Linked DNA regions of Oryzias latipes: region 1 is linked to region 2. The links are chromatin contacts, called in public Hi-C maps. All regions are on one chromosome and are shown on one strand. Each heading gives the region's core, a stretch centred on a gene start, on an enhancer-like site or on the middle of the called end of the contact. The rest is flanking DNA. Distances are from core to core; before and after follow the strand shown. Region 1 overlaps LOC101158883 (glucocorticoid-induced transcript 1 protein). Region 2 holds the start of mios (GATOR complex protein MIOS).

Region 1 (4,168 bases), core at 1,545-4,044, 37 kb before region 2:
TAATGTTCATTCCTCACGAAAAATTACTCCAAAGAGTTATTTTGATCCATTGACGCATTTCTGAGTATTCCTTTAAAAACCTGTTCTGTGAGAACCCGCCCCTCCCAATCCACTTAAACAAGCAGGTTTTCATATTGTGACATCACAAAGTGAGGAACAGCCCCTTCCAAGAAGAGTCTGTGCTGCCAACTCCGCCCCCAGGCTAACACACATGCTCTTTCTCTGTGGAGCTAGCAGTGATCGGCTAAACGATTTCATTTTCTTTGCACAATCTGAACATCGATCTTTGTAAAAGTTCGGATGTTGTTTGTCTGTAGGATGATGTCATAAAATGGGCGGAGAGAAAGGCGGATCCTCAGAGATCGAGTCGTCTTACATTTAGGTAGGAAAATGAGCTGAGAAATTAACTGTTTCATAAAAAAAGTTCTATGGTGTGCCAAAGGTTATATTTGATCATAGTTTACTCTGAAAGAGAAGCAGGATAGTGGCCATTTAAAGCTTAATTTTCTTCATAAATATCCATCATCAGAGAAAATGCCACAAAAATACAATTTTTATCGGAGTGGGTTTTTAAAATGTATACAGACTTAAACAGGCACCTCTTACAGCACATGTGTCAAACTCACGCCCGAGAGCATAAACGTTATTATTAAAATAAAAATGTATTTATTTGTATGTCTTGCAAATGCATTTATTCGGACTAGAAATATCGGACTAGAAATATCGGAATGGGCAAATATACATTAGGACTTAAACACAGTCTATATAACCTAACCCAACAGAATCAAATTTAAAAGGATTTATGCTAAAGTAACAAGCTAACGTGTTTTCTATGCAACTGTAATTGTCACTTTAAAAATAATAATAAATAATAATAATTATTTTTATTATTACGAGGTTAAAACAGGTGATGACTAAAGTGTGTTTCCTGATCCTTTTAGGTTTGAGTAAAAATCTGTGGCAGGACAGGTCAGAATCCTGCCACAGGAGCACATGTTTGTAGAAACGTCTCTTTGGTTTCCTGGTTCTCACAACACGAGAAAAACCAGAATCACAAGCCAGACATCCATCATGAAGGTTCAATGAGGGTGAGGCTCTGCTGATGGTTTCCAAACACCATGGCGATCATGACAACAACCACAGACTGCGTGAAGGTTTGAGCACCTGCATGCCCTGCTCCCAGTCTTCTCTGATGAAGACGTTCTCCAGCTCGTGGTTGATGCCCTCCACGTTGCTCGGCACTCTGCAGATGAGGGTTTTTGTCAAAGGTGCGGCGGGGAAAGCTGCTGTAGTGCCCTTGTGCTGCAGACAGAGGAGAACCAGAAACAAAGGGGGGAGAGGAGGCCAGTTATTGGAACGTCCACGAGCCTTAGAGCAAACGGTGTCCGGTTCCATTCCCGCACAGGGCAGTGGAACGTCTGAACCGAATCACGTTTTCTGCATCAGACGCACAGAAAACGGTCCTTCACTGACACTCGGCTTCCTCTTTACACCAGTCGTAGATGATTCACCGAGAGGGTCTTTCTTTTAAAACCAAACGAGGAGTCGACCGAAAAAACCGAATCGTTAGCAAGTTTCTTAAGATAATCAGGTAAAAGTATGAAGTCAATGTCTTCTAGAGTTTTCCTGTAGATATCTCCTAAATAAGCAGACGCTTCCTGCCGTCTATCTGCATCTGAGCACGTGCAAACGCACCAGGTTCCATGGCAGCGTTGGTTTCCATGACAACCGTCTCTTTTGGTTGCCAAAAACAAATGGAGGACAGCAGCTAGGTGTCTTTGTGTTACAGGCTTCCCATTTTGTGACTGACTTTCACCACAAAATGAACCCGTTAGCCATCGCCGTTCTTCCTGTGACGGCGGTCTCCAATAGACGCCCGTCTCTATGAACACCGGGCAATGTTGCATAAATGCCAGGGCTACTATTGGAAAATATACGGTGGGAGTGAGGGGTGTGTCTCATGATATGTATCGTGATATAGATCCAAAGACTGTACGGAACAATTTTTTGTTTTTTTGAAGAGTACGACTATAAAATAAAAAATGACTTTAATATGAAAATGCTTTTCTTGTAATTAAAAAGGCAACATTTATTTTGTTTAATGATCACAACGTTAAGCACTGCAACTGTATCTCCAGTTGCTCTTACCCAGCAAGTTCATGTTGCTTTTCTTTTGGTGAGGAGACACATTTGTTCTTAGAGAGAACATTCAACATTGTCTGATTTACACAACAAAATACTTTTTTTAGTGTACCGGTATATAAAAAACCAAACATAAAATGAATGTGGTTGTGTAGGTGTTGCATGCCTCATAACAACAGGAACCGTGAAGGATGACTGCATATATAATGAGCTGCTTCTCGCTGAGATCTTGTTGTCGTTTTGTGTGTTGTAGAGCTGCTCAAAGAGGCTCAGTGTGCGATGCTGCCAGCTAGCAGTCGGGGGTTAAAGTGGAAAACAAGAGTCATTGATAAATAAATATCACAGCATTTTGAATTGTTACATGTATCACCAAGTGAAATATCGTGATTGATTTTCGCCCCCAACACCTCCAGTTAGAGTAATTATGTCAAGAAGATAGCTTTTATTTTATTTTAAACCAATATATAAAATAACTAGATTTGATTCATCTATGTGTTTTTTGCTAAAATTTCTTAGAAGAAGAATACTTGTCATTCAAATAAAAACCTTTCAGCATTGGGGGGTTTGTGTGCCACCACAGGGTTCTAGTGTTTATTTACAGCCCAAACAGGAGCAGAGCAGAACATGTCCAGACCTGTTCTCCTCTCCTGACACTTGGTGTCGTCGCTCATCGGTTACCAAGACGACGGCGTTTTGAATTACAGCTTTAAGAACTCGTTTTTACTGATGGAGGCGACGTGGATTTTAGTTCTGCCGTTCGGTTTCTTTCATGCTGCCTCATCTTTACCTGCCCCCTGCGACCGTCAGAGTCTCTCCGTGGGCGGAGTCGGAGCCTCACCTGCGTTTGGCCGGCGGTTCCGTGCAGCGACAGTTGGGGAAGCTGTAGATCGCGGTCTTTGCTCTGCCGGGTGACCTGCTTGCTGCGCTGCAGCTGCAGCCTCAGCTTTGCAATCTGCTGGTTTAAAAAAGAAAAAAAACAGTTCAGCAGATTTCAGTGAGTGGAGGAAATTCACATTTAAGGCTGGAAAAACCCCAAACCAACCAAATATTTACAGAGACATAATCGGACAAAAACACGATTTCACAGATCTGAAGTGTTTACTTTGGCCAAATGATTTACCAGTTCTCTAACGTTAGATAAAATGCCTGGAATGTCAACTTTTTTCTTTCTTTTAGTATTAAGGCAAGCACACTCTGCAGCCAGAGCAGTGCATGCAGCAGCAGCGGCGGCGGCAGCGAAGGGTGGATGATGAAGCGAGTGAAGTCAGTGGGTGAAACCTAAAAACAGGATGCTCTTTGTAAGACGAACAGACGCAGTTGTGCTGTGCAGACAAAGGTGCGGTCTTCAGCGCTGATCTGGTATTCCTGACAGCCCCGTCAACAAAGACCGGCTCTTTTCACAGAGGTCCTCCCACACTCAGTTCGCCGCCGCGACGACAAGTCCAAGCAGTTTGGACGGAAGAAGAAGAAAGAAAGAAAAAAAAAGAGCTGATGCAAACTAGTCTCCTATTTTGATTGCACAGGCCTGGAGCGCGGAAAGATGGCATCTAAATTTTATTAGCAGGCCTGGATCCAGCACGAGGCCGTAAGAAAGATTTAAAGGGATTTATCATGTTAACATTTTGACAATCATGTGAGAAAAGCATTTGCTCCAGGAAGTTCCTGAGGTTGTTTTTAAATAAAACACGCCATTACATGATGTTTTTTAGGTCCAAAACTGCATAAATGAGTTCTGTGGATGACATTATAAACTAAAGTCATTAAAAGCTCAAATGACACCATTCTTAGCCTCCGTGACGGTGTGGAATAAGGCGTTTGAAGTGGTGCAGCAGTGGTTCAGCTTTATCGCACCTTTTTCTATTCAGTGCAACAGGAAACCAAGTTGTTTATACAAAAGTCCTTGAAGCTGGAAACAATTAGTTGATGACTTCCTGCAGGACAGTCGCCAAAGATGTTCAAAAGGAACATTTCAGGGTTTATTATTACCTAAAGTTCAACCTATCCTAATGCAGTGTTGGAGGATTTC
Region 2 (4,286 bases), core at 486-2,985:
TAACAACCTGTTAAAAGTCAATAAATCTTCAGTCCATTGATCTTTAAAACTTTTCTTTTTCTGAAATACAAATAGATTTTTAACTCCTACATCATATTTTAAGCAGAAGTTTTATTTGTGATGATCTCATTTAAAAGAGATTAACCTGCTTGATTTGGGGAAACTGTGACACACAACATTTTTAAAGACAAAGTTGTCTTAGTGTGCGATTCTAGTCTTAATTTAGGACGATCACGGTCTAGAAATGAGGATTAATGAAAGGCGTTTAACAACGATCCGATTCTCTGACGTAAAACGGATCCAGGTCGTCTTTAAAACTTCCAGCAGTAAGAAATTCCTGCTACTGAACAGTTCTCCAGATTCTTTGGATTTCTTCAAGTGTGAATGAAATCTGTGTCCAAACCAACCAGTAAACTAGAATGAATGTCAAATCCATTCACATGTTAGTTTCCTAAAGTTCACCACTGTTGTTTTTCCACATCCAAAGAATCCAAAGGGAACATTCTTAGAACATTCTAGACACTGGATGGTCACATGACTTTATTCAAAGTCTGTCCACACATTGAATGATCCGTGTTATTGACGTCACGTGTGTTTTCCACTGTTTTTACCTTAAAGTCAAATAAACCTACTTCCTCTCAATCTAAATGGTATTTTCCAATGTTGATTACAGGTCGATTTATCTCAATTTTAATGTAGTTTAGGTTGAATCGATTAACAAATTGTCTCAGACAGATCAATTGGTTTGGACAAGTTGATTAATGATTACACCTCTAAGAGTTGAATGGGTTATATTTAATTGGGTTATTAAGTGTATAAATGTACCTACTTTAAGGATAGTAAAAAAAAAAACTTTCAGGTCTCTTTAAGACATAATATTTCCAATTTCCAGACCAAGAAGCCTAAATATGAGTGCATGACAGATTGTATTTTGTCTTAAAAGAGAAAATCATTGCAGCTTATTTTCAGAAATCTTCCCAAATACGTTTCAGTGGCAGATTCTTTTCACTTAAAGCAAAACAAAACTTATATTCTAGATTTTTCCTGTGAATTTCAAGGAAAATTCACGTCATGCTTTCATAAAAACCTTGAATAAATGTGAAGTCAGGTTACAAACATCAAACCCTGTTTGTCCTAAAATCCATTTAAGGTTCCAATCTAATCTGTTTGACGTTTTAATCACAGAAGGAGAGACTTTCAGGAGCAAAGGAACATTTAAAAAACCAGGATGGTTTTTATTTCACAAGCAGAAAAAACGCGTTTCTAGCTCATGGTTCCGTATAATAAAACACACATTTTATCTTATGTGAGAAATTCACTCCAAACGTGCGAATTCCTCTAGTTATATGTCATTACTTTAAAACTAATATCAAACCAAACAACTTCTGTCATTTATTTTGTTTAAAAAAGTCGCAGTAAACTACGAACAAAATGCGTTTTAGAATTGTTCACTCAAAAATCAGAAAGTTTGTTGACATGCTAATCTCACCAAGCTAATGCTAATGTTAACAGATCCAACGGAAAGGTTTTTATTTTGTTATTAAATCTAAATCTCCGACATATTTCATAGGAAATGATTCTCTAAGGACGCAGACGGTACTTACTCTCAGCAGGTTTAAACACACGAACGAGGTTCGGCTGGAAAACCACATGTCGCACACTCACAACTTTGGAGGAGCACAAGGATGTTGTGTGTTACACCAAAATATGTCCGTGTAGCAACAGCTGTCGGCGGTGTAACATTCCACTACGGGTTGCTGGACATAGAAACTACCACTAGAGGGCGCAGGAGTCACAGAAACGAAAGATAAGAACTCAGGAGACAAATCACAATTACTTTAAAACATAAATAGAAGCAGATTTATAATCTTAGTCTCCGTGGACGCAAAAAAAATAAAGTAAATATTTAAAAGCAAATGCATAATAATGAACTAAAATTAACATAAAAAGTTAAAATTAAAAATAAGTTATAAAAGAAAATATTTTTACAATTCCAATAAATATCCAGGGTTTCTAGAGAGAGGAGAGAGTGATGAGAAATCTGGATGAAGGAAGTGATGAAGTTTGGAGTTCAGGACAGGAATGCAGGAGGACAGATGGTGGAGGACCGTGCTAAAAGATTGGGAGCTTCTCCCAGAAGACCCAGCAGCTCCAGCTAAAGACATCATGGAGACTCGTTTCATCTGGAATGAGGAACGCAGATGAGGAGACTGTGCTGGAATGAGGAGAGTTCAGGAGTTTGTGAGGAGAAAAAGGTTAGCAGAAGTTGTGCAGGACATCCACAAGATGTTCTGTAGGACAGTGGAGCTGAAGGTGGAGGTCTGAACACATCGAGGAGGAGGAGGAACAGGGATGATGTTGGTAAAAGGATGGAGCTGCCAGAAGGGAAGAAGGTGGATGGATATAAAGAGTGAGGAGGATGCATTTGAGAGGATGAGATGGTGCTAGATGATTTGATTTGATGATTTTGTGACGCTCTGTCACATCTGCAGACAAACTAACAGTGAAGACTTATGAAAAGACATGGTGGAGGTGCTTCAGGGCTGCTTTTAGCCTCAGGGTCTGCTTTTATGGTTCTCCAGGAATTGCCAAAGACGGGTGACCTCCTTCAGATCATCATCTGTGTTTGATGTTTGAGTCGTTTTCATCTCTGAAGGCTCCAAATTGAAGAAACTACCCTGGGAGTGTCTGCAAAGATCCCATAAAACGAGCTGCTGGAGCTCCATCAAATATTAACAGAGTTTCAATGATTCCTTTATTATCTCCTCAAGCAACAGAAATACTGTCCCACAATGCTTTGCAGCTGCAGCTCCAGTTCTCATCCATGTGAAGAACAAAAGGCTGAACGGGAGCAGCTTCTGCAGCATCTCAGACACCTTCTCCCTCAGTTATGGGTTCAAGAACGTCGACTCTAAAGTAAAAAAAATAAAGGAAAGATCATTTATGTATTTAAAAAGTAAAAAACCCACAGAAATCTGATGAAAAGCGTCTCTCACATGAAGGATTTCTAGTGATAAAGACAAGAAAATACCACAAGTCTTCCAAAAACCAATAACCTTAATATCAATTTAGGCAGCAGGTTAAACAAAAAAATGACGATAACGATTAAAATCCTTGATTGTTTAGGGTGGATTCGTTTAAATCAAAGCCAAAACTCAACATTTCACATTATTTTGTTTTTATTCTGATGTTTTGACCATTTTCTCCCAGGAAATTGTTTTATTTTTAGTGAATTTTTAGATTTCTATAGACACAATATGATTATTTTGTTTCTGTTTTATTTATATCTTTTAAGTTTCATTTTGCCAGAATTCTTGCTTTTAAACAAATTTTACTCTTTTCTTGTAGTTTCGGGCCAAAACTTCAAACTCCAATCTTACATCTGTGACTTTTGATCTTTTATTTTTCATTTTATTTTACAACAAACCTCTTATTCTAGAGTTTGGACTGCTTCATGGAAAAAAAAAGTTCCTTCAAAGTGTCTTTATTGAGGTCAATCTGATATTTTTGGTATTTAAAGTTTGATTTTCAGAATCTTATTGGAATTTTGTTTCTCTAAAATATGTTTTTTCCTCCTGACACAGTTCTGAAATGATCTGCTTTGACAGTTTTTGACGTTCGACAAACTTTGGTCCTCAGAAGATGTGAAAGTCTGAACGCAGAACGTTCATCTATAAAGTCATTTTGATGATTTATTTAGAATCTGAGAGTGTTTTCACGTACATGAATGTCCTTCTGTCTGACTGATCTGCATTGAAGTTCAGGGTCCAGGAGGTTCTGGGTTTGGGAGTCTTTAGTTACCGTTTCAGCCACCAGGTGGCAGCACTGCGTCACCCGAATCTCAGCTGCAGGTTTGGAGACAGAAATTCAGTTCTGTCTGTCAAACGTCTGCTGGACTGAGGTGGTTCTGCTCCAGTGGACCTCAGGATCCTGTTTTGAAGGTCTTCAGTCAAAGCTCAGGGTCCTGTGAACGTACGGCGCACAATCATCATTTTCAGATTCAGTTCCAGATTCTGGCTCCTCGGAGACAGAAACTCTGTCTAATTCAGCAGAGCATCTCACTCCGCCTCTGATGGTTCTGTGGACAGCCTGAGGGGATCGGTGTGTCGTCTGGGTTTGGGTCGCGATCAGAAACACTGGTAATGACGCTCTGCCCCCAGCGGGGCAAAGATAATGTGGTTCATAAACGCCACAGGGGCAGGAAGATGAGTGTCCGCTGGAGCAGAAAGATGAAGGAGGAAGACGCCGCTGGATGTCGGGGTTGGAGAATTGTTAATCTGATCCGT

What was found. A called contact is a pair of places that touch in the nucleus more often than the background predicts.
Region 1: a contact with region 2 is called in a Hi-C map of embryo, with 2.0 times the contacts expected there. The contact joins the enhancer-like site here to the promoter of mios in region 2. A contact is called at or near these places in 3 of 5 Hi-C or Micro-C datasets (all in embryo).

What each region holds. Positions count from the first base shown.
Region 1 is chr16:30,615,512-30,619,679 of ASM223467v1, reverse strand. LOC101158883 (glucocorticoid-induced transcript 1 protein) reads right to left here. Exons shown (of 9, transcript XM_023963889.1): 5 at 2,981-3,094; 6 at 1,165-1,302. Among protein-coding and RNA genes, the nearest start is that of ica1, 18 kb to the left of the region's middle. Within about 2 kb of position 2,794, at least 2 of the 8 cell types and tissues checked have an H3K27ac peak or open chromatin away from gene starts, as enhancers often do. A contact at or near this core is called in embryo, where this site is marked.
Region 2 is chr16:30,577,179-30,581,464 of ASM223467v1, reverse strand. It overlaps mios (GATOR complex protein MIOS), which reads right to left and starts at 1,735. Exons shown (of 11, transcript XM_020710486.2): 1 at 1,605-1,735.